Linked DNA regions of Mus musculus: all the other regions are linked to region 1. Evidence: chromatin contacts called from public Hi-C, HiCAR-type, HiChIP or PLAC-seq and promoter capture Hi-C data. All regions are on one chromosome and are shown on one strand. Each heading gives the region's core, a stretch centred on a gene start, on an enhancer-like site or on the middle of the called end of the contact. The rest is flanking DNA. Distances are from core to core; before and after follow the strand shown.

Region 1 (3,964 bases), core at 456-2,955:
GGGGAGGTGGGATTGGAAAGCAAGAAGAACCGGTTCTAAATGTTTTGTTTGTTTATCTTGAGATCTCAGCAGGGCTCCCGTGTTGTCGCTGCGGCCCCCACCCCCAACCTTTTTAGGGGGCTGACTTAGGCTTTATTTTCTTTTGAGCAATCATTGAAGTTTCTTTCAATCTACTACAAACAAGCAAAAACAAACAAACAAACAAACAAACAAAAACAACTAAAACACCCCCCCCCCCCGCCCCCTCACTTGTGGCTTTCCCTGGTGCAGTTTAAAACACCATCTAGTCTCTCATCTGGAAATAATGCAATACTCCCCACCCCCTTTTCCTTTTATAGGTCCACATAACCTGAAGTCGATAATCACATGGAAAATGTGCAGGTCTCAATTTCGTTTCCTTTTTATTCTTTTGGTGGTATTTTCACTTGTTGAAGTATATATTCAACACACAGGCGTTTTGTTCATGTCTTTAAGTCTTGAAATTTTGCTCTACTGATCTGACTCCTTACATGACAAAATTTATGAATAACTTTTAAATATTTACTGCAGAAATTAAAATAAAACAAACAAACAAAAGTCAGAGAATGACACCAAAAATTCTAACAGTGACATTAGTCTACCCACCCCATCCCCCACCCCCTACCCCGTGCCTTTCCTTTTTCCAAGAAACTGTAAATAACAAACCAGACAAGACTCCGCAAGAGGTTAGAGGAGGAGGAAATAGGCGGGGTGGGTTAGGGGAGAGAGGTTAGAGGGCCGGAGTTTCTCTCATTCACAGGGTGGAAAAGTTGACATTGTCTAAGCCCTTCTGAATGGCTGGTGGTTGGATACCCCGATTGTACCTCTACTTCCCCTCCCCCTCCACGTGACGACCCAGGACACATGCGCACCCGACGCAGCCGAGGCACATCTGCAGACTGACGTCAGTTTGTTCTGCCTCTGAGGAAAGCTGCCAAAATTTTCTTCTGCTGCAATTGAAGTTGGCTTGGGGCCGGCAGTGAGCTCGAGGGCTACTTCAACAAAACTTTTCCTGCCCTTCCTGCTCCTCTTGTCTTCTCTCTCCTGATACCTTTTGATGCTCTGCACATGTTATTTGCATAGCAAAGGCACTAAGCTGTCCAGGAAGAGAGGGCACCACTTCCACCCCTAATAAGCCTTTCCCCTCCTCTTTCTTTTTTCCTTTTTTTTTTTTTTTGAGGGGGGGTGGGTGGGGGGAGGGAGGGAGTTGGGGGTTGCAAAGCACTTCTCAGGTTGATAGCCTTGGATGTATTGAACGGATTTTTTTCTTTTCTTTTCTTTTTTTCTTTTCTTTTCTTTTTTTTTTTTTTTAACTGCCAAATCGGAAAGTCTGTTCTTTAAAACTCCAGTTAGCGAGACTATAGGGTTTTATTCTGGCTGCAGAATAACTGGCTGGTGTGGCTTTGCAAGGGGGGGCGGGCAGGCAAAAAGAAAAGACAGAAAAGAATACGTGAGTCGTCCAGTGCAATCTCTATTGTTTGAAATTTACTTTTTATCAGAATTTGAAGATGAAAACGGTAAGGAAGACTTCACAATATTCAATGAAACCTTAAAAAAAAAAACCCAACAACTTGTGCTTTGCTTATCTTCCGAAAAACGCTTAGATATTCTCTCTCTGTCTCTCTCTCCCTCTCCCTCTCCCTCTCTCCCCTTCTCTCCCTCTCTCTCTCTCCCTCCCCCTCTTCTCTCTCTCTCTCTCTCTCTCTCTCTCTCTCTCTCTCTCACTCTCTGTGTTGTGTCTGCGCGCGCGTGCGTGCTTTATGGCAAGAAGTGAGTTTCACTAAACTCACATTACAGATAGAAATCTTTTAAACTCTAGTCTACTCGTGGATGTAAAATTCCGGGGCTTACAGGTATTTTATAATGTGAAAATACGCGCTTATTGTATGAATTTGCATGTTGTGCGAAGTGGACTTGATTATGATCATCGTGGACTTTTAACTAATCACCAGATAGCGTGGAGAAGGTAATGATGATGTGTGTTTTTAATCGATTTCCAGACTTATGAAATTGCCTTCTGAGAATCCGTTTCATGTCAGTGTCTTTAGTATTCAGACAAGTGCATATTTCATGCCTGTGCTCTCAGGGTAGCAGTAGTGTGCTGGCTGAGCACCGATGCTCTAGGATATGTTAAGCTCTTAATAGGCTAATCAAAGAGATGAAAGCGTGTGGTTTTGATTTACTTTTGCCCACTTGGGCCATGCTAGACTCATAACTCTCTGGAGCCTTGTTTATCAGAGTATGTCTGTATATATGGTATATAAGACTGAAGTTCAGTGACTGGGGAGAGAGAACAAGAGTGCTGAAGGGAGTATTGGAAAATCTTTCTGATAATATATGCTATAATTCATGTTTTTGATAAGCTGTCCACTTGTATTAGGGGCAAAGAGAGCAAGCCAGAGTAAGAAAGCACACTGAGAGGGAACAAGAGAGTAAGTTTCTTACTCTTGTTTTTATTTGAGCTGCTGGTGCAACGCGTTTGGGCCAAATGCCAACTGTCTGGGTCACACGCGTTTTATCCAAATAGATTTAGCGCTGCTGTCTGGAAATGGGCTGCTGAATGTTAACTTTAGGATCAACTCAACCAGGGCAGCTCAGACTGTTACCCTCTGTCTGGATGAGGTGGAATGGGAAGGGGGGTTGTGTGTGGGAGGGTGTGCAGAGAAGAGGGGAGAAAAGGGAAACCAAACCATTGCTTGGAACTTTAAAAAAATACACTGAATATAATTTTCAATTTACTCTCTTGTGTTCAGAATTTTTGTACTATTTTTTCTTTCTTTTTCATTTCTTTTCTTAAGATTATTTTGATTAGACTGAACTATTTAGTGGTGAATTTGGAGCCCTTAAAATTCATGACAGGGAAAGAAAGGCAATGTAAAACTTAAAGGCGTCTTAGAAAATTAATTTTGAAGATGATTATTTTCCCCAAAGCAGCAGTGCAGCCTTGTTTATATTAACCTGATGCTTACATGTGAATAGTAGTGATGTTTTTGGAGTGTGCTACATTAAAGCAAATCATTCATTTATCACAACTGGCAGCAAATTTTTCTGTGTAGTTATATTAATATTTTTTGTTATTCCTCAGAGTAAATCTTCCAATCATTTAAGACTGAAATATTGTAAATAATTTTTATGTTTAGTCTAAAAACCTGCAAAATTTCTCTCTATTCTTGTCTGTTTTTACTACTTCCTCTTCATTTCCTTAGCAACCAAAAGTAGCTACTAGTGGTTTAGGGTGGGTCTGTGTGCCAAATCTTGCTGTTTGTGAGCTTAGCAACAGATGAATTGAGTTATCATATTGAGGAAAGGTAATAGCATATTTGGATTTTGTGGGAAGGGGGAGAAAAAAGATGTAGATAATTTGTCATAGTTTTACAAAAACAAATCCAAAACCAAAGTTGGTTATCAGTATTTTACACTAATACCAAGGAAGAGAAAAGTCATTTTTTAACGAAAAAAAAAAATGTTTCAATACAAGTATTTACCTTTAGCTTTGAGAGAATTATGGAATTTAGAGATTTATTTTGAGGAATTTTGTTTTGTATTGTTGCTTTTCTTAATAGATAAGTTTTGATCTTGTGTTTAATTATACTTTTCTTTGGTGACAAATCTTACAAAATTTATAAGTGATCAAAATCTTTTATAATTAGAATCTTATTGTGTCTTTAGAATACAATAGTTAATAAGTATTTGTTGAGAGAAAAAAATTGAAAATGAAATGCAAGGTTTTTCATGTTTAAAAATAAAGAGCCTGAAAGGATCATGGTACTGTTGCTTTTTCCATGGAAACCAAATCAGCTTTAAAAGAAACATCCAGAATTAAGATGGATGGAAAAAGTTGGGAAATAGTTAATTATGTTTTCTAGCTTCATAACAGTTAATGAGAGGAAATTATTACTTTAGCTACTTCTACATCACTTGAGTGGAAAGTCAGGCCATAAAGAAA
Region 2 (3,964 bases), core at 995-3,494, 480 kb after region 1:
TAGCAAACGGGCTGTCAACATCATGTGTTAAAGGGAAGAGTACCTGAGGATTAATTCTGCTTTCTCCCTCTGCATAAGAAAGTGTTCTTGCTGAGGCTGAGTTTGGTTCAAGAACTAAGAAAGCCTGACAATTATAAACATTCCCTTAAAAGGATATCCACAGATTGTTAGTTCAAGTTCTTCTGGAATTGTGATGAAAGGGAAGAGCCTACAAACCGTTAACTCTTTTGGAACAGTGAATATAAAAGTCAGTGATAGAGGAAATGAACTTTCCTGACTCAGTAGCCTTGTTTTACTTATATATATTTATTAGCCACTGTATAGTAAGTGTATGTATTAAGTTCACTGAAGCTGAAAGAAACTATGCTGAGATAGACTTCATCTCTTTCTCCCTGATGTTAGTAATGAGAACACACTGGGTCTTGATTAATTGGAAAATAAATCTAAAGGCGTACAAAATGTGTATTCTCATATTTATACATAACCTACCCAAAACCCTATACAATGTTAGAAAAAGATGATAAAACCAATCTGATCACTTTTATTGAATAAGCTTGCTAGCCATGAGTAATGGGTCAAACACATAACAATACTAATTGCCCAGACACTCTTGCTTAGCTACATGAATGTATCCAGAAACCTCTAAGGAGACTGTTATATCAGTAATTTTGTTGTTGTTGCTATTACTTTATTTTATTTTTAAAGGATTGCTCATTTTTTTAAAGAAATGATACCCCAAACATTAAAAAAAAAATTGCCTCCTCAGCTAAATAGTATTAAAATTTCAACCTTAAAAAAATTCTAAAGGAAAATAGTTTGTAAGCTAATGAGTACCCCAGCTATCATATGTTGGAAGAAGTTTAGCACAATTCCACATTACAGTAAGTGATAAAACTGTATATAAGAAAGACTGCTATCAGGCGAGGTTTCTGTTCTCTTTTTTAAATGGAAACTACAACAGCAAAGTATATTTTTTTAGCCTGAAATACTTGGCTACAAAGACAAACCATTCTGCTATTAATAGCAGTATGTGTTGTGTGCATGTATATGTATGTGGGTGTGGAGATTGGAGGTTGACATCTACAGTCTTCCTTGAGTGTTCTCCAATTTATATATTGAGGCAGGGCTCTTGAATTAACCCAGAGCTCATTCAATATCTCACTAGCCAACTTCTGGGGATCCGAGTTTTGAGATTCCCAAGTACTGGGATTGCAGGAGAGTCATTACACCCATCACATACTTTCATGGGTGCTGACTACCCAAGTTCTGAGATTCACATGTATTTGCCAAGGGCTTTTTACTCATTGAGCCTTCTCTTTTGCCCCAATACAAATTATTAAGTATGGTAAATTCATTAATAATTTTTCTGTGTTATCCATTAAAAGGAATTTAAATCTTAATTAGTTTGAAGATCAAATTTGACACTTTGGTAGCCAAAGTAAGCAGTGAGGTCACGTTGTAAACATTTCACTGGACACATGGTTCTATTAAAAAGGCTGGAGAGACGGCTCAGCAGGTAAAAGGCACTCACCGCCAAGCCAGCCAACCTGAGCTCAGTCCCCAGGAGCCACATAGTGCAAGGAGACCTGAGTCTGGCCTCTGTGTGTGTGTGTGTGTATGTGTGTGTGCATGTGTGTTTACACCTGCACACGTGAAACCAGGGTAATTAAGTAGGCTATTCAAGAATGTATCATTTCTAAATCCTAATCTCAAGAAACAAAACTACAATTAAATTTGATAGTGGTCACAGTATTGTCATTTTATACGAAGTGCCCACCCTCTGCTATATTTACTATTATTAAAAAATACATTCATAAGCCTTAAAAGCTGAACTTGCTAAATGACAATGGAGTGAGCACTCATTTTTGAACCATCCTCATTGGGACTGGAAAAGGCCTGAGATTGAATGTCTTGAAGCACAGTTACACACACCCACAAATGGCCTACTGCAGACATGAATGTTTGTTTGTAACACTGGGTGGGGATGAAGTGGCAAGCATAAAGGGCACCCTTTCAAAAGCTCTCCCAGTATATGGAAACTCTTACTTTCTCGTTTATATAAACGGTCCTGTAACTCAGATAAATACAAGTCTTCTGAAATAGAAACATCACAGAAGCCTTACTAAACTTAGCGTTGTTCTCCATGATGGGCTCCACCTTCAGCAAACAAATCTAAAGGTACTGAAAAGGAAGCGGTCTTTATATCACCAGATTCAGGAATGACGACTCAAGAGCTGTTACTGACAATACTGTTCCTCTGTTGGGTGACTTACACAATATGATGTATTGTCTCCCTCCAGACAGAGCTGTGAACCACAAACTTTTGTCAAAGGTTGTACTAACTCACATCAAATTAGGCTTGATGTGAATGGGCCAACTTCCTCTAACCACACACTAACTTAGGAACATGATTTGCTTCTTTTCTCTTTTTTAAAGGTCATATGCCTGGGACCTCTACAAACAGTACTATTATTAAAGGGAAAATTCTACTTGGTTCCAAGAATGGCAAAAACATCTTCACAGAGGAAACTGTTGATTAGCAATTGAATGAAAGTAAAAACATAACTGTAAAGTAGGGCCTAAAAATAGGATACAGAGCTCACAGAACTACAGGCAGGCAGTGCTGTTTGTACCGAATGCCTTGAGACTCACCTCTCCCTTTTCCCTTCCATTGTCTCCTAGAGCCACTAAAGAGCATCAGGTTACATCAAGAAGCTTGAGAAGAAAGCCTCCGTAGAATAAACTTACCTGTAAGCTATTAGCAGAAGTTCACTAAGTGATACAACGCCTGTTCTTTAATGAATGTTGTAAGGAAAATACAGTGCAGTCTCGTGGCTTTAATGAACTATCTGCTTATTTGAATACAAAATTCACATATTTGTAGAACTGGGTGTGTCGTATAACTTATATGGTAGCTTGTAGCTTCTTCAGATTTTTACTTAGCCGAGCATTGTGGCTTATTCCTCTAATACCAGAATGTTAGCGACTCAGGCAGAAGTAATGCCAAGAGCAAAAGGCCAGCCTGGGCTACGACACAGGAAGAGCTATCAAGTGAGGGCTTTCCTTAAAATGCCATTCCACCCACCTCTGAATATCTTTCCTGTACTATGTGAGATGTCTATTTTATCACCAAAATTAGCCAAATAAGCTTTAAATCTCATTTGGTTTTTATTATCCACATATCAGAAGTGTCAAGAAACAAGTTCAAAAAACACATGAGCACAAAAACAGCATAAATAGTACCATAAAATCTTTATCTTTTTTCTTTATTCAAGAATAAAATAGGGGCTAGAGGGATGGCTCAGTGTTTAAGAGCCCTGTACTATTATTGTGATTTTGCCGGGGGTGAGAGTCAAATTCTCATCACCCAGATCACACACTTTACAGCCTCTTATAACTCTTGCTCTAGAGGATATGAAGCCTCTGACCTCCACAGGCACCCAACCAAAGATACAAACACTTAAAAAAAAAGAAAAAGAGGAGGAGGAGGAGAAGGATGGGGAGGAAGAGGAGGAGGAGGAGAAGGATGGGGAGGAAGAGGAGGAGAGAAGAAGGAGGTGGAGGAGGAGGGGGTTCATAAAAATCAGAAAAATGGCTTATAAAATAAAGCCATAGAAGTTGATCAATTTATAACCCTAAAGAAGTTTACAGAAAAAAAAAAAAAACTACTGAAAGATATGGGATATTCCAATGATGAATAATTTGTTATAACAAATATCTAACCATTAGTTGTGGCAAACTATTTCCTTTCACAGAAATGAATGCACATTATCTATATTTAGTAAGATAACATCATAGAGCAATATAGCTATTTCCACTGCTAATTTACATAATGAAAAGTAAAAACCTTTGCTGTTTCCACACCCTGAGCCAAGGTATATAATTATCTTTGCCAAATGTTCAGCAATCTACAGAGTTTGAGTGCCTGAGACATCATGAGTAGCCAGGACTACATCTGTTTTAC
Region 3 (3,964 bases), core at 873-3,372, 460 kb after region 1:
CATGCCTCACTCATAGAATAAATGAATTTTATCATACAGTATGTTCTGATTTGTACTAAGTAACAAGTCTATAACTACAGTGTACAGAGGCTTTCAGTGTAGGTCTCTAAGATTTCCATTGAAGGTCTACTAGCCACCACCTTAGAAACGGGCTGTATGATTGATAAAACTACCGGTCCAGACCAGCTGAAAGAAAGGGAGGGAGGGAAAAGAATAAGAATGCTCCAGTTTTAGTGGAAACATTTTGGAATTGACTGACCCATGCCTGGGATGCCTCAGCTTCTGCATGAGTCAACGAAGCCAGTATGTACTAAGCTACTAAGAGGGTAATTTTGGAGATTTAATATAAACTTGTACCTCTATTTTACTTTTAAAATTGTCCTTCCTGATAGCCATGGGGAGGAGACAGAGGAGAGAAAAGGTAGAAATAGGGGAGAGGAGAAGAGGAATTCATATAATTATGTCTTCCAAGAATAAACAACAAAACCATAAACCTAGAAAAAAAAAAGGAAGAGGGAGAAGAGAAGGAAGAGGAAGAGGAGGAAACAAATTAAACCTGCTTTTCTTCTTTTCTAATGCTATACAGACACACTGTAAATAATGTGGCAGTTTGTGGACACAGCAGGCTCTAGGGCACCTGTAGAGCCCATCATTTTGAACTGTCTGACTTTTATAAAAACACTAACTTACACTTAAATCTTTGCTCTAAATGAATTTTCAGATTGTTTCCAAAAAGCTGAAGGGGCTTAGCTGAGACAAGCTGTAACCTCAGTGGCCTTACAGAAGGGCTGACTCATGCCAAGGTTGCTGCAGGCTCTGGGTCTTCTTTTCCATGATAGACAACCTGGCCCTGGTCTTCCCACTCCTCTACTACCTGGCAGACAGGCAGCATCCAAACCTTGTCTGACCTGCTAGAACAGCCCTCCCCCCCCTGCCCCCCCCAGAGAATGAGGACAAGAAGGGCCAGGAAAAGCACTTTGGAAACTACTTGCACCTAATAAAACATATTTTAATTTAACTAATGTGAAATCCAAAGTGAATTCCATCAGTCTAAATGGGAAAGATGCTTTATTTATATTTATTTATATGAGCTCTTAATTTAGGCTTGATTCATGCCTCATGAATAAAACTACCAGTTTATAAAATACACTGCATATTGGTCTTCATGGGCCCTTACATATCTTTAATAGACCAGTAGGACATGTGGCAAGATTCAATATTTGTCTTAATTTTATGAATAAACAAACTTTTATAGAAAAAGTTCAATAAAATTATAATCAACGAAGTAATATAATTAGAATTCCATGTCTGCTTTTTTATTCCTCTAGTCCAAAATTTCTCCTAAGAACTGTGCTAAGCATATCATATAAACTTATGACATTGACAGCCATATCAAAATCTAAAATGATGAGGCTGGGGAGATAGCTCAGTGGGTAAGAGCACTTGGAGTAAAAGCAGAAGTCCCTGAGTTCAAATCCCTAGCACCCATTTAAGAGCAGCCATGACCATGTAGACCCACCACTGGGAGGCAGATATACACAGATCCTGGGAGTTCACTGGCCAGCAAGTCTTAGCTAAAACAGTGAACTTCAGGTTCAATGTGAGAACTTGTCTCAAAAATAACAATAGTAAAATAATAGTAACAATAATGATGTGGACAGTGATTAAGGGATACATGTGTGATGTTCTTGATCTGCATGTGTACAGGTGCACATATGTGCATACTCCAAGTATGCATACAAAACATATATCACATGATCTAGAGAGATGATACTTTACAGATATAGTGTGGATAATTAGAAACAATGGAGTACAGAAAGATAAATTGGTAAGAAATGGCTAATAAGTAACACATTAGATAGAAAAGCGTATACAATAACTAGAGTCACAAAGAATAGACCAGGTAGAATAAAACTAACACTTTTATACACATTACACTGTCAACGCTAAAACAAAAGCTATACTGAATATATATCACTAAAGACAGCATAGGAAAAAAATAGACAAAGGTGTATTTTTGGTTGATTATTCTTTAAATGGCATTTCTAAATGTTATAGCAAATACCAGAGCCACCTGGTGCTTTGCTAAAACTCATAATGCTGACTCCAGCTCCTCCTACAGCTCCTAATGCTGACTCAGCTCCTCCTACAGCTCCTAATGCTGACTCAGCTCCTCCTACAGCTTCAGAGTGAGGACTGAGACTCTCTCTCTAACGCGCACCCTGGAGAACCGGCGCAGACAGTCTGGTGACTTTGAGGACCCCTGGTTCAAAGAAATGTTACAGAAGTAATGCATAGTTTTATTAATATTCTTCTAGGTAAAAAACTGTACAAAGCACTACCAGAATTATTTAGCTACTTTACATTTGATCAAAATTCAATATATTGATAATTGGGCATACTAAAAATTTAGGAGACAACCAAGAAATGGGTTGGTCAAGCTTTTCTCTCAAAGTCATTATTAAACAAATTTAGATTCTCTGGGATTCAGAGGAATGGTCCTTCACTGCACATGTAACAGAAGGAGTTTTCAGATGGTTTTTCTAATACATAGGTTAAAGGGGATAGAAAGAATGTTTTGGGTGAGGAGGGCAGTCTTCTGCAGTTTCCATAACTTCATGAATTTTCATACTCTGTGGCTGCTTTGGGGTTGGTATTTTACTCAGCATTGAGAATGAATATGTGGCATATTTATAATAATAAATTAGTTCAAAAGGGCATGAAACTGGTAATTTGGTAATGAGTATTCAACGTAATGTAACGAACACACAAAAGCAGATCAACAAACACATTCTGGAGGCCTAGGAACACCCTTCCATTCTCCTCTTCTTTTATGGAGCCTATGCTCCATTTGCTGAGAGGAAGTCAGTTCTGCTACACCATGCAGTAAAGCCTGGGTCCAACTCTACACCTGAGGGCAAACGTACCAAGAAGTGCTAGAATATTATGGCTGAGATTGCACTCTCATGCTTCACTGGTCTGCAGAATACCTTCTTAACCATCAACTGCATATCTGTCAAAATGCTTCACTAGGCTTTCTTTGCTAGGACCATTGAGTTTGTGTATAAACTTAGACCCATGTCTTCTATGTGGTTCAAATTCTGATTGGCTTTACTCCCTCTGATGTTAGGAGCAAATTAATGATAAAATACTAATTGCCATCATTAAGATTTTATCTTCTTTCAACAGCCACACTAAAAGTATACCAATAATTTAGAAAAGCAGGCCTCTTAAAGTGTAAATTCACATTGCAAAAGTGCTTGTGAATTAAAGCTGCACAATGTATTTATAACAACTACAGTAACAATAGCAAAAGCAAATACTATGTATGCTTTCTCATCGGTAAGTTCTGTATACTTTGAAACCCCAGAGACAAGTCTGCACTGTAGTTCAAACCTCACTAGCTATGTGATACAGGGGAAGTTTGCACACTCCCCTGGGTTACTTCCTAATATGGAAGAAAGAGGAATGACCACAGGGAGGGGCTTTACACAAATCTTGACTTTAGTGTTATACAATTTGCCCCTTCTCTTCCTATCCATGCCATGTAGTGAGCAATCAAAGGCATAGGTTCTCTATGGAATACTTCATTCACGTGTGAAATTCAATCTCTTCAATACATAGGAAACAATCCCAAATATTAGTCCACAAACAAACCTAAATATACTTAGAAGGGTTAAAAATCAAACAATGTATGTTCTAAGACAACAAGAAATGAGATTTGAAACTAAGAACAATGAAATATTTGACAAATTTGTAAGTAGTGGAAAATAATATTCCTAAATAACCAACAGGTTAAAGAAGTCACAGGGAAGTCAAAATACTTTGAGTAGAGTGAAATGAAAATAAACAGATTCAAATTCTTCATAGAATACACCTAAAGCAAGGCTTTGGAGGGAAATTCCCAATTTTAAGTTGGTGCCTACATTAATAGTCTTCATAATAAAACAATCGACCCAAGGAG
Region 4 (3,964 bases), core at 368-2,867, 360 kb after region 1:
CTGATGAGTAGTTGAAGGACGGAGTCTCCAGCGAGGGTTTTGTGGCTTGCATTTATACGTGGCCATCCTTAAGGCATTCTATAGAGTTACAGCAGGTAAAGCTGTGACAGTTTACTCTGAGACTTTGTTAAAATTTCTTGTGCTTCTGGTGCATAGAGAGTTGGAAAAACACCTGCCCGAGTGTCTCATTAAGAATACATACAGATTAGGACCAGAAAGATGGCAATTAAAACCCCGTATTCCAGTCTTTTTCATTCTAATGCTAGTTATTTTCCACATGTGATCTTTTCCATGTCTTTGAAGGGTTTGTCTGAAGACTAATTATTTCCTTCCTGGCACCAGGGCTGCAATTCAGGTAGAGGCCACCTGTTAAATAATGGGGCTTTTTTAATTTTAATTTTATTTTTTTATTGATTCCATGGTCTATTGTCTAAGTTTCTTCCAGGTGTGGATAACTAAAAGAAAGTAAGAATGTAGCACATTACCCACGAAAACTCTGAGAGTAAAAATATAAAGGTAGAACAATAAGGGCCCACCTTGGCCTCCCACACACACGTCAGCAATGTGCTGCTAATAGTCATTACAAACGGGGAACTGGCAGAAGAACAGACACAAAAAAATCAATGTAAAATAATGAAATGAACTTAAAAATACACACAAGACCTTCAGTGCAAGAAGCAGGATTACTCACATTCTAGTATGCAGTTTAGAACCTAAGAGTTCTAACGTTAGCCTAACATACCAAATCAGTTCCAGGTGTGCTTCTGATGAAAGTTAGAAATAAAATAATGGTACAAAATACTAGCGAGGTGTAGACGCAAATTCATATAATCCTGGGATTAGGAAGACTATGAATAACATCAGGCAGAAAATACATAGGGAAATATTCAAATGTTTAGGATTCAACAAATATCACTTAGCATGTAGAGAAGGAAGAGAATCGCAGCGCTATGGGAAAGCACAGTCCACAGCTACCAATAATGAAATGTTATCCACTGGCACTACTTGACAACGAGCAAAAACAAAAGCCTTCAGGAAGTAAGGCTAAATACTCTTGGAATATGCCGAAAAGTAGGATGAAGACAAGTAAGAATAACTGAAAAACACAAAGTATAAAGCTGAAGACCCACTTGGATGGGTTCGGTATCCTGGCATCTGTGATGGAGAAAAAGGTCAGGGAGTCTGAAGATAGATCATCATATAGTATCCCCTCTGAACTAGAGAAAAGTGAAAAAAAAAAAAACAAAAAAAAAACAAAAAACAAAAACAATTAACTGAGCCTAGGGACCTGTGGGAAACACTAAAATCTAAAACTCAACCCTGGAAAGCCAATGTGGCAAGGACACCAATTCTCCTCAGATTGATTAATAAACAATGGAATTCAAATAAAACCATAGCAGATTTATTTTGTACTTAAGAGAAACTGACTCTAAAGTTTACATGGAAAGACAAAACAAGTAGCAGAGCCAAAGCAACTCAGAGAAAAGAAAAGTGTTAAGACTCCTATTAGCTGGTTACTTACTCCCTGGTTTCAAAAGCTGCTCTTAGTAAGCCAATGAGGCATTAGCATACGCATGCCAATCAACAGAACAGGATAGTCTACAAACCACAGAGAACCAAGCACCGACTGCGGCCAGCCAGGGCACTCAGGAGAGAAAGGCAGGTTTGGAAACAATTATGTTGTAACATCCAAACACCCAAAAGAAGAAACTAAAACTTAGCCTGAACCTCATATCTCACATAGTCCCTTACAAAACATGAGTAACAGATCTAACTGTAAAAGAATAAAACAATTAACGAAAACGAAAATTCTGTGAAAGAGGTCTTAAATATGACCACTCAAAGCGCAATCCGTAAAGAAAAGGAAGTGCCAGTCAGACACTGAATGACCAGTGAAACATTGTTCATGAGTGTAATAAACAAATAAAAAGTAAAAAAATTAAAAATTAAAAGCATGAGAGAAAAATAGAAAATCTTATCTAGATCATATAGGGAACTCTGAAATCTCAGCAGCCAGTAACAGCCTGAAATAAATGCACAAAGGTCAGAAGGCAAGCACAGGACATATTAAAGTGATCACTGACTTTCAAACAGCAAGGGAAATAGCGGAAAGGTACCGCAGAGGAGTTTATACAGCTCTGCACACACATTTGTGCTTGCTGCACCTTGGCCCCCAGGTCCAGTGGGAACAATGTGGCACAAATTCAAACACTCCTTTCCTTAGGAAAAATCTGCATCAAGTCTGAAAAAGTATCTGAAAGTCTATTATATGTCAGGCACAGATATCACAAATTACATTTCATTAAATACTATATAAGATCAGTTTGACTTAATTTGTCTTATTTATGTATCCCAAAATGTTGCTGAGCTAAAACCCCAGCTAAGACAACTCTTATGAAGCACTTAGAATCAATAAGATGTGACTAATGTTATAGTCTATTTTGAGAGGTTAGGCACAAATAAGTAATACAAAAAATGATAAAAATTGTAAGCACTGCACGGTATTTCCTGTATCCAACACATTTAATCCATAAAGTACTATAATGGAACTACTTGAGATCAAACTGATACCGGGGATCAAAGCTTCCAGGACCAACATGTTTGGTCATACCCTCTGATAAACAGGGACCAAGATGAGCACATAAGTAGAGAGCCGGAGTTCCAGCAGTTCTCCAAGTATGGTATGAGAAGCCTGTGTCTACAAGGTCAAAGTCATCTGTATGGGCACTAGGACATTTATGTGTTGTTCGAATCCTTCCATGAGCATATAGTGACATCATAAAATTACATTTATTTATTTGTGTATCTGTGTCCTCACATGTGCTACTTGCCCCATGCATGTGGAGGCTAGAGGCCATCTTGCAGGAGTTGGTTCTCTCTTACCATGTGGGTCCTAGTGACTAAACTCAGATTGATAGCCTTGGTGGCAAACACCTTTCTTTACCTGTTGATATGTTTCACAGTCTATGTTCTAAAAGATCACAACATTACGTAGTGCACAAGAGAATCTACCTGCTCCTATCATGCTAGACATTAGTGATTTGAAAACTGTAAAGCAATACCATTCTTCATGAAAACTTTCTGTTTTGCAGTTATAATTAGAACCACAACCATGACCAGGATAGCAAAATATCCCCAAGGGTACAAGAGTGGCACCCATATCTTGGCAGTCACCAACAGCTCCCTAATAGGACTTCCAGTCTCCTCAACAGGAAGAAAACCATGCTTGGTACTGGGAACCTAGCCAACTACCCGTGCCCAATGAGGTCATGGATCTTAAACAGAATCCTCATCACTTCACTAAGCTACAATGATTCCTAACTGCATTCTATATACGTATCCTTATACAGACAGAGAAGTATAGCTCTCACTCATCAAAGAAGTTTTCTTTGTAACAGACAGAAAACCACACACACACACACACACACACAAACTGGTCAAATGCAGAGAACTGATTGTGGGTGCCCAGCCACAGTGGACATATTTACAACACAACTGCTATACATAAGGCTCAGGGAACATTGTGAAAGGGAGGCAGAGGCAGGTGAATTTCTGAGTTCAAGGCCAGCCTGGTCTACAGAGTGAGTTCCAGGACAGTCAGGACTACACAGAGAAACCCTGACTCAAACAAACAAACAAACAAAACAAAACAAAACAAAAAAAGAGTCAGAGGATCAGAAAATCTGCAGTGATACTGTATATCCTAGAAACAACAGAGAAATGTCAATTATGATTCCTCAACAAGATATGAACAAAGACAGCACCAATAGACATGCTAAGGGGTAAGAAAGAAATATCACGGGTAGACAAAAAAACTATAGACAACTCAGGGATGCTGAAAAAAGGAGAGTTAGTCTTTCCCAAGGTGAGCTCTAAATGGTTAACCAATACCAAGTAGTCAGCCCTGAAATTATATACAAACAACTCAGTAGGTTGTATTTATATATTAATGCATATACACTTA
Region 5 (3,964 bases), core at 502-3,001, 370 kb before region 1:
CACAACAACATAAATACTGGAACGATTCTCCTTTTGAAATGTACTTAATGAAAGCCAAACAGCCAAGAACAAGTTGTGAGCTCACTTGATCCTGATCTTTAAAACCTACCTTTCTTCTTTTGAACTAAAGGAAGTCAACTCTTTTTCCTCAGGTTTCTGGTAATTATTCTGGTAATATCTGATTAAACACCAATTTAAGCTTAAGCTACATCTACCTATAGTTAATATTTATTTAAAATACAGTATTACCTGTCACTTCCCTTACCACAAAAGTACTTGGAGGCAGGGGGAGCAAATTAAACTTTAAAAGACACACACAATTGAAACACTACTAAGGGAAAAGACAGCAGGGTTTACTGCAACCAAAATTAGTTCTACCCATAAAGAAAACTCCATCGGTTCAGAAGCGTCCCTAGGTCTGACTGGTGGAATGTCTGCCATGCTTCACGAATTCCTGCCCGAACAGTCCGTACCTATCACTTATTAGGCAGAAGCAAACAAAAACAGATGGGCCAACACACATACAACTGCAAAACAGCGCCGCTTTTTCCGCACAGTGTGACTCTTCTGAAAATTTTAAGGGTTTTATTTCGCTTCCCTTCCAGTGTTGTTCCTATTCGGAACTGCATACAAGTCCTGACCAATCAACTACTTGCAGGTGTTTGGCGTTTTGTTTTGTTTTTGTAGCCATATCCTTCTCCGTCCTCATCCCTAATCTTTACGACATTCTGTTTCCTAGAACGCCAGTTTCAAGAAAAATCTAGCAGCTACTCTTCAATCAAGTAACCAAACAAGCACTGTTAAGCTACTGACTGAAAAGAACGCACGACTTACTACTACTACAAGCGGCGCCTTCGCTGTCCAGAAAAAGCAATCGGGAATGGCAGGCAGCCGGTTTCTAAAGTCCAAAGAACCAGACGTGTTCTACCGAAACGACCTCCGCGTAGGATTAACGCGAAAACCAAAACAATCGGCACCAACATAAACAAATGTGGCAGCCATCTCAGGGAGAGGGAATCAATCTCTCCCCGCAGCCAGAAGACTCAACTTTCTTCGGAAACAAAAGTTGCCAGCCTCAGCAACTTGATATACAATGTATACGTCCCGGAGCACTAAAACTTCTGGCCCTCCTGCTCAACAAAGGAACTCTTTCTTCCGATGGCTGAAAAACTTTTCGTCCCACCGCATTCTTACAATCCCCGTCTTAAAAAGAAAGGAATCCAGACGGTAGACGGGGCGAGGGGGAGAAATCAGTTCTACTATTCGGCGGCTAAAATGCCAAGGCACGGGAGAAAGAAGGGAGACGAGTCGGGCAGAGCGAGGTGGACTAAAGTACCGTCGCTTCCGGCCCACGAACTTGGCTCGACGCTTCCCGTAAAAGAAAGAAAAAAAAAGAAAGAAAAGAAATTACCTCTCAGGGTGTCTCAGGGCAGCCGTCCCGAGGCTCGGCTTGACATGGTTCCCTGCCCTTCCTCAGTGGCTCCGGGCCCCGCCGAGGCTCCCGTGAGGACGAGGCGGATGTGGAGCTGCCGCCCGGCCGGCCGCAGCAGTGCGGCTGCTCCGGTGGGGGCTGGGGTGCGGGCTGGCTTCCTGCTCGCGACTTGTGTCAGGAGTTTCCCAGCCCCGGCTCGCTTCTCCGCCGAAGGAAAAAACTTTTCACTCGTGACACCGCCCGGAATTGCCGTGCGAAACTCACTTCCTGCCTGGGTGAAAAGCAGGCTCCAGCTCGGGGCCCGGGAACCCGGAACCCCGGGGTGGCGCGCCGCGCCGCCGAGGGGGAGGGGACGGCGCCCGCCCCGAGCCGCGGAACCTCGCGCGGCCCACGGGGGGCGAGGACGCGGAGCTCGGCCGGCCTGGGCCGCACTAGGCCTCCGCCCCCACAGCCGCGCCGCGCGGGTATTGTCTCGAGTGCGCCGGCCGCGCCCTGCGCCCGCCCGGCCCCCGCCGCTCCGAGCCGGAGCCGACCGGCCGCGCAGGCTGGAAGGCGACCGTCCGTCGGGCGGTCCGACCGGCCGGCCCTGTCTCTGCCACTCGCGCTCGAACCCTCCGGGCTTCCCGCCGCCGTCCCTGCGCTCTCCTCCGTCCTCTTTCCCTGCGGTCGCGGCCGCGGCGGCGCGGTCTCCTCGGGAGCTCGCGGGCCCGCGCCGGGGGCCCAGGCTGCGTCGCGCGCCGCCGCGCCACCTTCACTCTCGAGCGGGAGACGGAGAGGGGAGGCGAGGCGGAGGAGAGAAAGGAGGAGGCGGACCCGGGCCGGGCCGGGGTGGAGGGAGTTTCTGCTTCACAGGCCTCGGCGGCAACAGCGCCACCGCCCCGGCGGCTAAGGGGGCCGAGGCTGCGCGCGGCGGCGGCGGCGGCGACGGGGGCGGGGCGGGCTCCCGCGGGGGCGCCCCAACCGCCCACAGCCAGGCGAAGGCCGGCGCGAGCCAGTCAGCGCGCACGGGGTCTACGCGGTCGACGTCGGCGGCGGGGGGCGCGGGCCGGGGGCCGCGGGCCGGCGGGGAGGCGCGCGGCGGGAGGCCCGCCACCCACCCTCCCGAGGCCCGGGCCGCCGGGCTCCCCTCCGCCCCCCACGACCCCGCGAGGCCTCCGCCGCCCGGGCCGATCGAGTTTCTTTGTACGACCGTAATTGGTGCAAAGAGGTTGTTCGAGTGCAGCCCCGATTTCCAGGCAGCAGGTATCTCTTTCAGCTGCAGCACTCCGACGCCTCTAATGGCACGCTCAGGTTGCAGGAAACCACCGCCGCTGCTCCGTGCAGCTTCTTCCCACGCCGGGCCGGCCTCCGAGCTTGCTGCAAGCGGCGACGCGGCCGGGGGCCCCTCCGAGGAGACAAAGCTGGTGCTGGGAGGCGGGGAGCGTGGCCCGCGAAATTGCCTCAAGACGGTGCCTTTGTTAGAGGAAACATTGGATGCACTCCGAGCGCCGCGAAGCCTTCCAGCCCCTACGCTTTCGGGCGTGCAGTCGTTCAGTCAGTCGCGCTGGCCCTGGTAGTTCTGCCTGGCAGGGTTTGCGTTTATTGCAGAGAGAGACTTAAGCATTCTGTCAACACATATGGCTTAGAAAGCTTCAACCATAACATTGCCGTTTTTACAGTTACTGCTTTAAGTATGTTAGCAGACAGAACATCCTTGTTTTACCCGAGGGAATGGAATAGATTCTGGGCAAACCATCGTCCACCCCCACTCTGCTGTATTAACTATGCACAGGGATGGTAATTAGCCTCTGGGTCCTTCAAGCCACTGGTTCAGTTCTTCCGTCTGTAGCCCAGAGATAATTATTCATCACCAACTTTGAATAAAAAGCTATATGCCTTACAGATGAGTTTTGGCTTGCATCCAAGGGAAAGAGTTCACGAAGTCCACCAAAGAATTATTTACTAAAGTTGAGTTCTACGCCAGAGACAAATACTTGGAATAATTCCAAAGATATTCAAATCATTTTGAATTGAAGTGGAAGCATTTTAACTACACCCAAAACTGCTAGAATTAACTAACACGAGCGTTAGATTCTTAGCCCGTAGAGGACAGTGGTACCAGGGTTTCAGAGCGGTCTCTGAAAAACATTCGATGACAGCCCCGGGAATGGCAGAACTGGTCATTTCATCTTGGGAATCTATTTTATACTAATAGGGATCTTAGCCATTGTATATTTTAAAAACGGTGTATTTGTACAGACTGTTTCAACGGACATGAGAACGTTTTGTTTTACACCATCTTTGGAAAATGTTTGGAGTTTGATCAGAGCTCAATGGCAAGGCTATGATCAAAAGGTCTCTATCCTAAAGTGTCCTGGATGAAGCAGCCTCCATCCAGTGAGATCCCTGTTGACTCCTGGGATTCCAGTACTACTGCATCCTGTAGCTTTAGACCCTACTAAATGTAACTGCCTATGTAGTTTAGTAGTAGAAACCATGCCCTGGGTTTGATCTCCAGCACCATGTGAGGAAAGGGATAGTAGGATAGATTGA
Region 6 (3,964 bases), core at 879-3,378, 290 kb after region 1:
AGATGGGGAGAAAAGGGGCTATTGTGCTAAACACCTGTCCAGCCATCAGGAGCAGCCGTGAGCCACATTGGACAGAGACTCGGTTGTGAGCATAGTAAACAAGGCACACCCCAGGTGTAACCATCAAGAGTGTGGATGGAAACAAAAAAATAATTTCCATGCTTTTTTTTTTTTTCCTGAATTCTAAGGTAAAATAACAGGGCCATTGTTAGGAGACACCTTTGGAGGTAGGCTGATTATGAGTCTTTCAAACACCGGGTCTGTGTTTTAAGATTTGTGGTCAGCTATTTAGCTCAGAGCTGCAATTTTCTTGTCCTCCAGAATAAAGATAACAATGATCCCTGACTCACAAGCTGATTGTAAAGAGGATCACCCAGCAGTTGAACAAGGAACGTGCATCTCGCTGCCGCACACAGTGCAGATGGCTCCGTCCATTACACATAACTCATTTACCCTGGTCATAATTTTCAAGGTTATGGGGCGGGGGGTGGGGAGGGGTGGGAAGCATTGAGGAGTGAAAGAGTCTGAACTAGATAGCCAAATGACATCTCCAAATGTCACGGAACCTCCTCCACCCTTTAGGTGTGGATTATCATGTCTCCCTGATTCCCAGACTTGGGGATTTTAACCTGAGGTCTAGGAAACCTCCATTCCCCCTGACCCTCCAATCTTCATGACCCTTTGCTCTAAACGATGAGAAGACCTCAGGGTTTGTTTGGATCTGTTAGATGACCTCAGAGTTGTTTTCAACTTGGTGGAAAATTGAACTCCTCTTCAAAGGAGCATGTCATAAGCATTTACTACTGCTTGTGTGGTTTATATTTTTTAAAAATGCAGTTGTTAGGTCAGATAACTCATAAAATACAGGCTCCTGCCATCAACCCTCAGGACCCACATGGCAAAAGAAGAACACCAACTCCTGCCGGGCGTGGTGGTGCGCGCCTTTAATCCCAGCACTTGGGAGGCAGAGGCAGGAGGATTTCTGAGTTCGAGGCCAGCCTGGTCTACAAAGTGAGTTCCAGGACAGCCAGGGCTACACAGAGAAACCCTGTCTTGAAAAACGAAGAAGAAGAAGAAGAAGAAGAAGAAGAAGAAGAAGAAGAAGAAGAAGAAGAAGAAGAAGAAGAAGAAGACCAACTCCTGACCCCGTGAGGTACCTCCATGTGGCTCATGTGTGCGCACCCGTGAACGTCAGCACGTGCACACACACACACACACACACACACCAAACAAACACATGTAATTTTTAGCATACTATTGTTTTGTCTGGAGACTAAAAGGAACCGACAGCCTGTGTGCTGCTGGCCGTTTTGCGGTAAGTACAATAGTGCACTGTGTTCACGGAACTCAACTAGCAATTAAGACTGAAACCTGCCTTCCTGGTGCCACCTCTTAGTGTGCGCTGCCCTCCTTCCTCGCCTTTCACAGAAGCCGGGGCTCAGAAGGGACAGCAGCTCTCTGAAGCCTCTGCTGGTGATCAATGGCGTCTGTCTCTCAGCATCTGTCCTGTCCACCCTCTCTCTTTATTGCCTGTGCGCCATTTGATTGATGGTTGGTCACGAGGAGTCAAAGGAGCCTGTTCTGGCCACACAGTCCTACTCTGCTGTTTGGATCTAGAAACCGTCCTATCTCTCATCTTTGAAGAGCCCCTTGGGTCCAGATGATAGACACTCTCTGTATATGTCAGTTTATTACAAGATGCTGAGTGTGAAACTTTTAATCAAGTATTTCAGGGAAAGGCCACATCTGGAAGCAGTTATCCAGATGTTATAAACCACTCTGGCCAGCGTTTGCCAGACTGCTGGACAGGTGATGAGTACAGGACACACCGCTCCGTATGTGTAAGACTATCTGGACAGAGGAAGAGCTGGGAGACCTCTAACTCCTGTGCTCAGCCTTCCCTCGAAGGGACACTGGAACTGTGTCTTATACACCTCCAAGACCAGCGTGTCCTGGTGACTCAGAACTGAGTCTGTGGACTGATCAGCACTTGGCCCAGCTTCTTCACCCTGGGCACCTGTCCCCCGTAGCCAGAATTTAGCAGCTTGCTTCTGAGTGTATGTGTGTGGCGGGCTGCGGGGGATGTTAGTTCTGACTTTTGGAGCAGCTAGAACAAAGTAAAAGACATTTCTGAGAAATGAGAGGGAAGAGCTACAAGGCACAGGCTTTGTAGAAACTACCGCACCATTCAGCAGTGGCTCAGCTCTCCCCATCGTAAGGCCAAATGGATGCGGGTAACAGATTTCGTTCTCCATTTCTTTTCATTTGTATTAGTGTGGTAATTGCATATCGTATGTGTGTACATTCTCATGCATACAGTACATATGTGAGTTCCTATAGGGGCCCAAGTTTGATATCTAAATTGCCCCCCCCCCACCTCTCTTCTTGGTGGAGGCAGGGTTTTCCAGTCAAACCCAGACTTCCCCTCCTCTCACTAGACAGCCCACTCTGCCTCGCCGGGCTGAAGCTGTTTCAGCCAGTGAGCATGTGCGTGGGTTCTTAGGTTCTGAACTGCATGCCGTTCCCCTCCTTGTATACATGTGCTTTAAGTGTGGAGTCTTCTCCAGCTCTGCGGGTGTCTTAGTCAGGGTTTCTATTCCTGCACAAACATCATGACCAAGAAGCAAGTTGGGGCCAGGCATGGTGGCGCACGCCTTTAATCCCAGCACTTGGGAGGCAGAGGCAGGCGGATTTCTGAGTTCGAGGCCAGCCTGGTGTGCAGAGTTCCAGGACAGCCAGGGCTACACAGAGAAACCCTGTCTCGAAAAAAAAACAAATCAAGTTGGGGAGGAAAGGGTTTATTCATCGTACACTTCCATGTTGCTGTTCATCACCAAAGGAAGTCAGGACTGGAACTCAAGCAGGTCAGGAAGCAGGGGCTGATGCAGAGGCCATGGAGGGATGTTTCTTGCTGGCTTGCTCAGCCTTTCTTGTAGAACCCAAGATTACCAGCCCAGGGATGGCACCACCCACAACGAGCCCTCCCCCACCCCACCCCCCTTGATCACTAATTGAGAAAATGCCTTACAGCTGGATCTCATGGAGGCATTTCCTCAACTGAAGCTCCTTTCTCTGTGATAACTCCCGCCTGTGTCAAGTTGACACACAAAACCAGCCAGTACAGAAGGTCACTGATTTCTCATCCAACTTTTATGATTTGATCTGAATGACCTTCTTGGTTTGGGCACTAGCTAGCATCTAATGATGCTGCTACTTGCAGACTGAACCCATTTTCCTAACAAGGAAGCAACATGGTGTCGGGTAGAGCATCTATGGAGTATTGAAGTAGAGGTGAGCTATTTGCATTCAGTTCACGGTGGCTGGAGAATGTGGCAGAGGTCCCTCAAATCATGGTTTAGATGCTGAGAGGATTCCGGGCACTAAGTAGGCATAACACAGTGAGTTATTTCTTCCAGCTAGGGTCCATTTCCTCAAGTTGCTCAGCCTCCCAGAGCAGTTGAGGAAGACGCATCAAAACATGAACTGGTGGGAAACGCTTCAGACTTAAGCCGTAACACAACCCGTATGAGCTGGCAGGTATTGGCCGTCACTGAAGCGGAGCCTCAGTTTAACTTTAGTCTTGGCTAGATTTTCTTCTTGAAGACACAGGAACAGGGCTGGAGGAGTAAAAGCAATTGCTGTGCAAATCTGGTCATGTGAGTTTAACCTCCAGATCCCATGGTAGAAGGAAAGAACTGACCCCTGAAGGGTATCCACACACACCTTGGCTCATCCCGTCTCCCTCCCACACCCCTATCCCCACACACCCCGATCATCACACAACCCAGTCCCTGACACTAACATAAATAAAACAAAGACTAAAACATATGGATATTGTACTGCTAGAGATACGGCACAGCAGTGAAGTGATTAGCTGGTGCTGCTGAGGTCCTGGGTTCAATCCCAGCATGACAAATTAATGAATAAATGCAAAATACAAAGAGAAAGTAAATAAAGAGCAGAT

Evidence for each region. Promoter capture Hi-C pulls out the DNA fragments that hold promoters and counts their contacts. A called contact is a pair of places that touch in the nucleus more often than the background predicts. HiCAR-type assays count read pairs that join an accessible place to other places. HiChIP or PLAC-seq counts read pairs in DNA pulled down with a chosen protein or histone mark.
Region 2: a HiCAR-type map of Th17 cells shows a contact between it and region 1, with 5 times the contacts expected there. The contact joins the enhancer-like site here to the promoter of Adamts6 in region 1. A contact is called at or near these places in 11 of 39 promoter capture datasets (3T3-L1-derived adipocytes, the C10 cell line, cranial neural crest and 7 more), 2 of 484 Hi-C or Micro-C datasets (bone marrow-derived macrophages and ventral hippocampal neurons), 18 of 115 datasets of contacts at active chromatin or transcription factors (the 230-238 cell line, the NIH/3T3 cell line, Th17 cells and 13 more) and 3 of 9 other capture datasets (adipose tissue, liver and macrophages).
Region 3: a contact with region 1 is called in a Hi-C map of the N1E-115 cell line, with 5 times the contacts expected there. The contact joins the enhancer-like site here to the promoter of Adamts6 in region 1. A contact is called at or near these places in 6 of 39 promoter capture datasets (cranial neural crest, frontonasal cranial neural crest, liver and 3 more), 2 of 484 Hi-C or Micro-C datasets (the N1E-115 cell line and bone marrow-derived macrophages), 10 of 115 datasets of contacts at active chromatin or transcription factors (the 230-238 cell line, acute myeloid leukemia, bone marrow-derived macrophages and 6 more) and 4 of 9 other capture datasets (adipose tissue, liver, macrophages and 1 more).
Region 4: a contact with region 1 is called in a promoter capture Hi-C map of second pharyngeal arch cranial neural crest, with 9 times the contacts expected there. The contact joins the enhancer-like site here to the promoter of Adamts6 in region 1. A contact is called at or near these places in 13 of 39 promoter capture datasets (the 3T3-L1 cell line, Sertoli cells, cranial neural crest and 8 more), 3 of 484 Hi-C or Micro-C datasets (embryonic stem cells, liver and nephron progenitors), 18 of 115 datasets of contacts at active chromatin or transcription factors (the SCID.adh cell line, acute myeloid leukemia, bone marrow-derived macrophages and 13 more) and 2 of 9 other capture datasets (adipose tissue and macrophages).
Region 5: a promoter capture Hi-C map of pre-B cells shows a contact between it and region 1, with 2.9 times the contacts expected there. The contact joins the promoter of Erbin here to the promoter of Adamts6 in region 1. A contact is called at or near these places in 1 of 39 promoter capture datasets (pre-B cells) and 1 of 115 datasets of contacts at active chromatin or transcription factors (memory CD8 T cells).
Region 6: an H3K27ac HiChIP or PLAC-seq map of regulatory T cells shows a contact between it and region 1, with 4 times the contacts expected there. The contact joins the enhancer-like site here to the promoter of Adamts6 in region 1. A contact is called at or near these places in 15 of 39 promoter capture datasets (the 3T3-L1 cell line, 3T3-L1-derived adipocytes, the C10 cell line and 10 more), 5 of 484 Hi-C or Micro-C datasets (nephron progenitors, trophoblast stem cells and uterus), 16 of 115 datasets of contacts at active chromatin or transcription factors (the 230-238 cell line, DN3 thymocytes, the NIH/3T3 cell line and 11 more) and 4 of 9 other capture datasets (adipose tissue, liver, macrophages and 1 more).

Annotation. Positions count from the first base shown.
Region 1 is chr13:104,286,130-104,290,093 of GRCm38.p6, forward strand. Adamts6 (a disintegrin-like and metallopeptidase (reprolysin type) with thrombospondin type 1 motif, 6) reads left to right here and starts at 1,706. Exons shown (of 25, transcript NM_001081020.2): 1 at 1,706-1,871.
Region 2 is chr13:104,761,062-104,765,025 of GRCm38.p6, forward strand. All of the region lies in intron 10 of Cwc27 (CWC27 spliceosome-associated protein), which reads right to left. Among named protein-coding and RNA genes, the nearest start is that of Cwc27, 54 kb to the right of the region's middle. Within about 2 kb of position 2,245, at least 15 of the 459 cell types and tissues checked have an H3K27ac peak or open chromatin away from gene starts, as enhancers often do. A contact at or near this core is called in the 230-238 cell line and Th17 cells, where this site is marked.
Region 3 is chr13:104,740,904-104,744,867 of GRCm38.p6, forward strand. The region is part of intron 10 of Cwc27 (CWC27 spliceosome-associated protein); the gene reads right to left. Among named protein-coding and RNA genes, the nearest start is that of Cwc27, 74 kb to the right of the region's middle. Within about 2 kb of position 2,123, at least 25 of the 459 cell types and tissues checked have an H3K27ac peak or open chromatin away from gene starts, as enhancers often do. A contact at or near this core is called in the N1E-115 cell line and second pharyngeal arch cranial neural crest, where this site is marked.
Region 4 is chr13:104,648,739-104,652,702 of GRCm38.p6, forward strand. All of the region lies in intron 13 of Cwc27 (CWC27 spliceosome-associated protein), which reads right to left. Among named protein-coding and RNA genes, the nearest start is that of Cwc27, 170 kb to the right of the region's middle. Within about 2 kb of position 1,618, at least 14 of the 459 cell types and tissues checked have an H3K27ac peak or open chromatin away from gene starts, as enhancers often do. A contact at or near this core is called in acute myeloid leukemia, hematopoietic stem and progenitor cells and second pharyngeal arch cranial neural crest, where this site is marked.
Region 5 is chr13:103,918,835-103,922,798 of GRCm38.p6, forward strand. It overlaps Erbin (Erbb2 interacting protein), which reads right to left and starts at 1,752. Exons shown (of 26, transcript NM_001289473.1): 1 at 1,412-1,752. It overlaps D130037M23Rik, which reads left to right. Exons shown (of 1, transcript XM_006517803.4): 1 at 1-3,964. The coding sequence starts at 1,159. The coding sequence ends at 2,988.
Region 6 is chr13:104,576,588-104,580,551 of GRCm38.p6, forward strand. No RefSeq gene overlaps it. Among named protein-coding and RNA genes, the nearest start is that of Cwc27, 240 kb to the right of the region's middle. Within about 2 kb of position 2,129, at least 17 of the 459 cell types and tissues checked have an H3K27ac peak or open chromatin away from gene starts, as enhancers often do. A contact at or near this core is called in regulatory T cells and uterus, where this site is marked.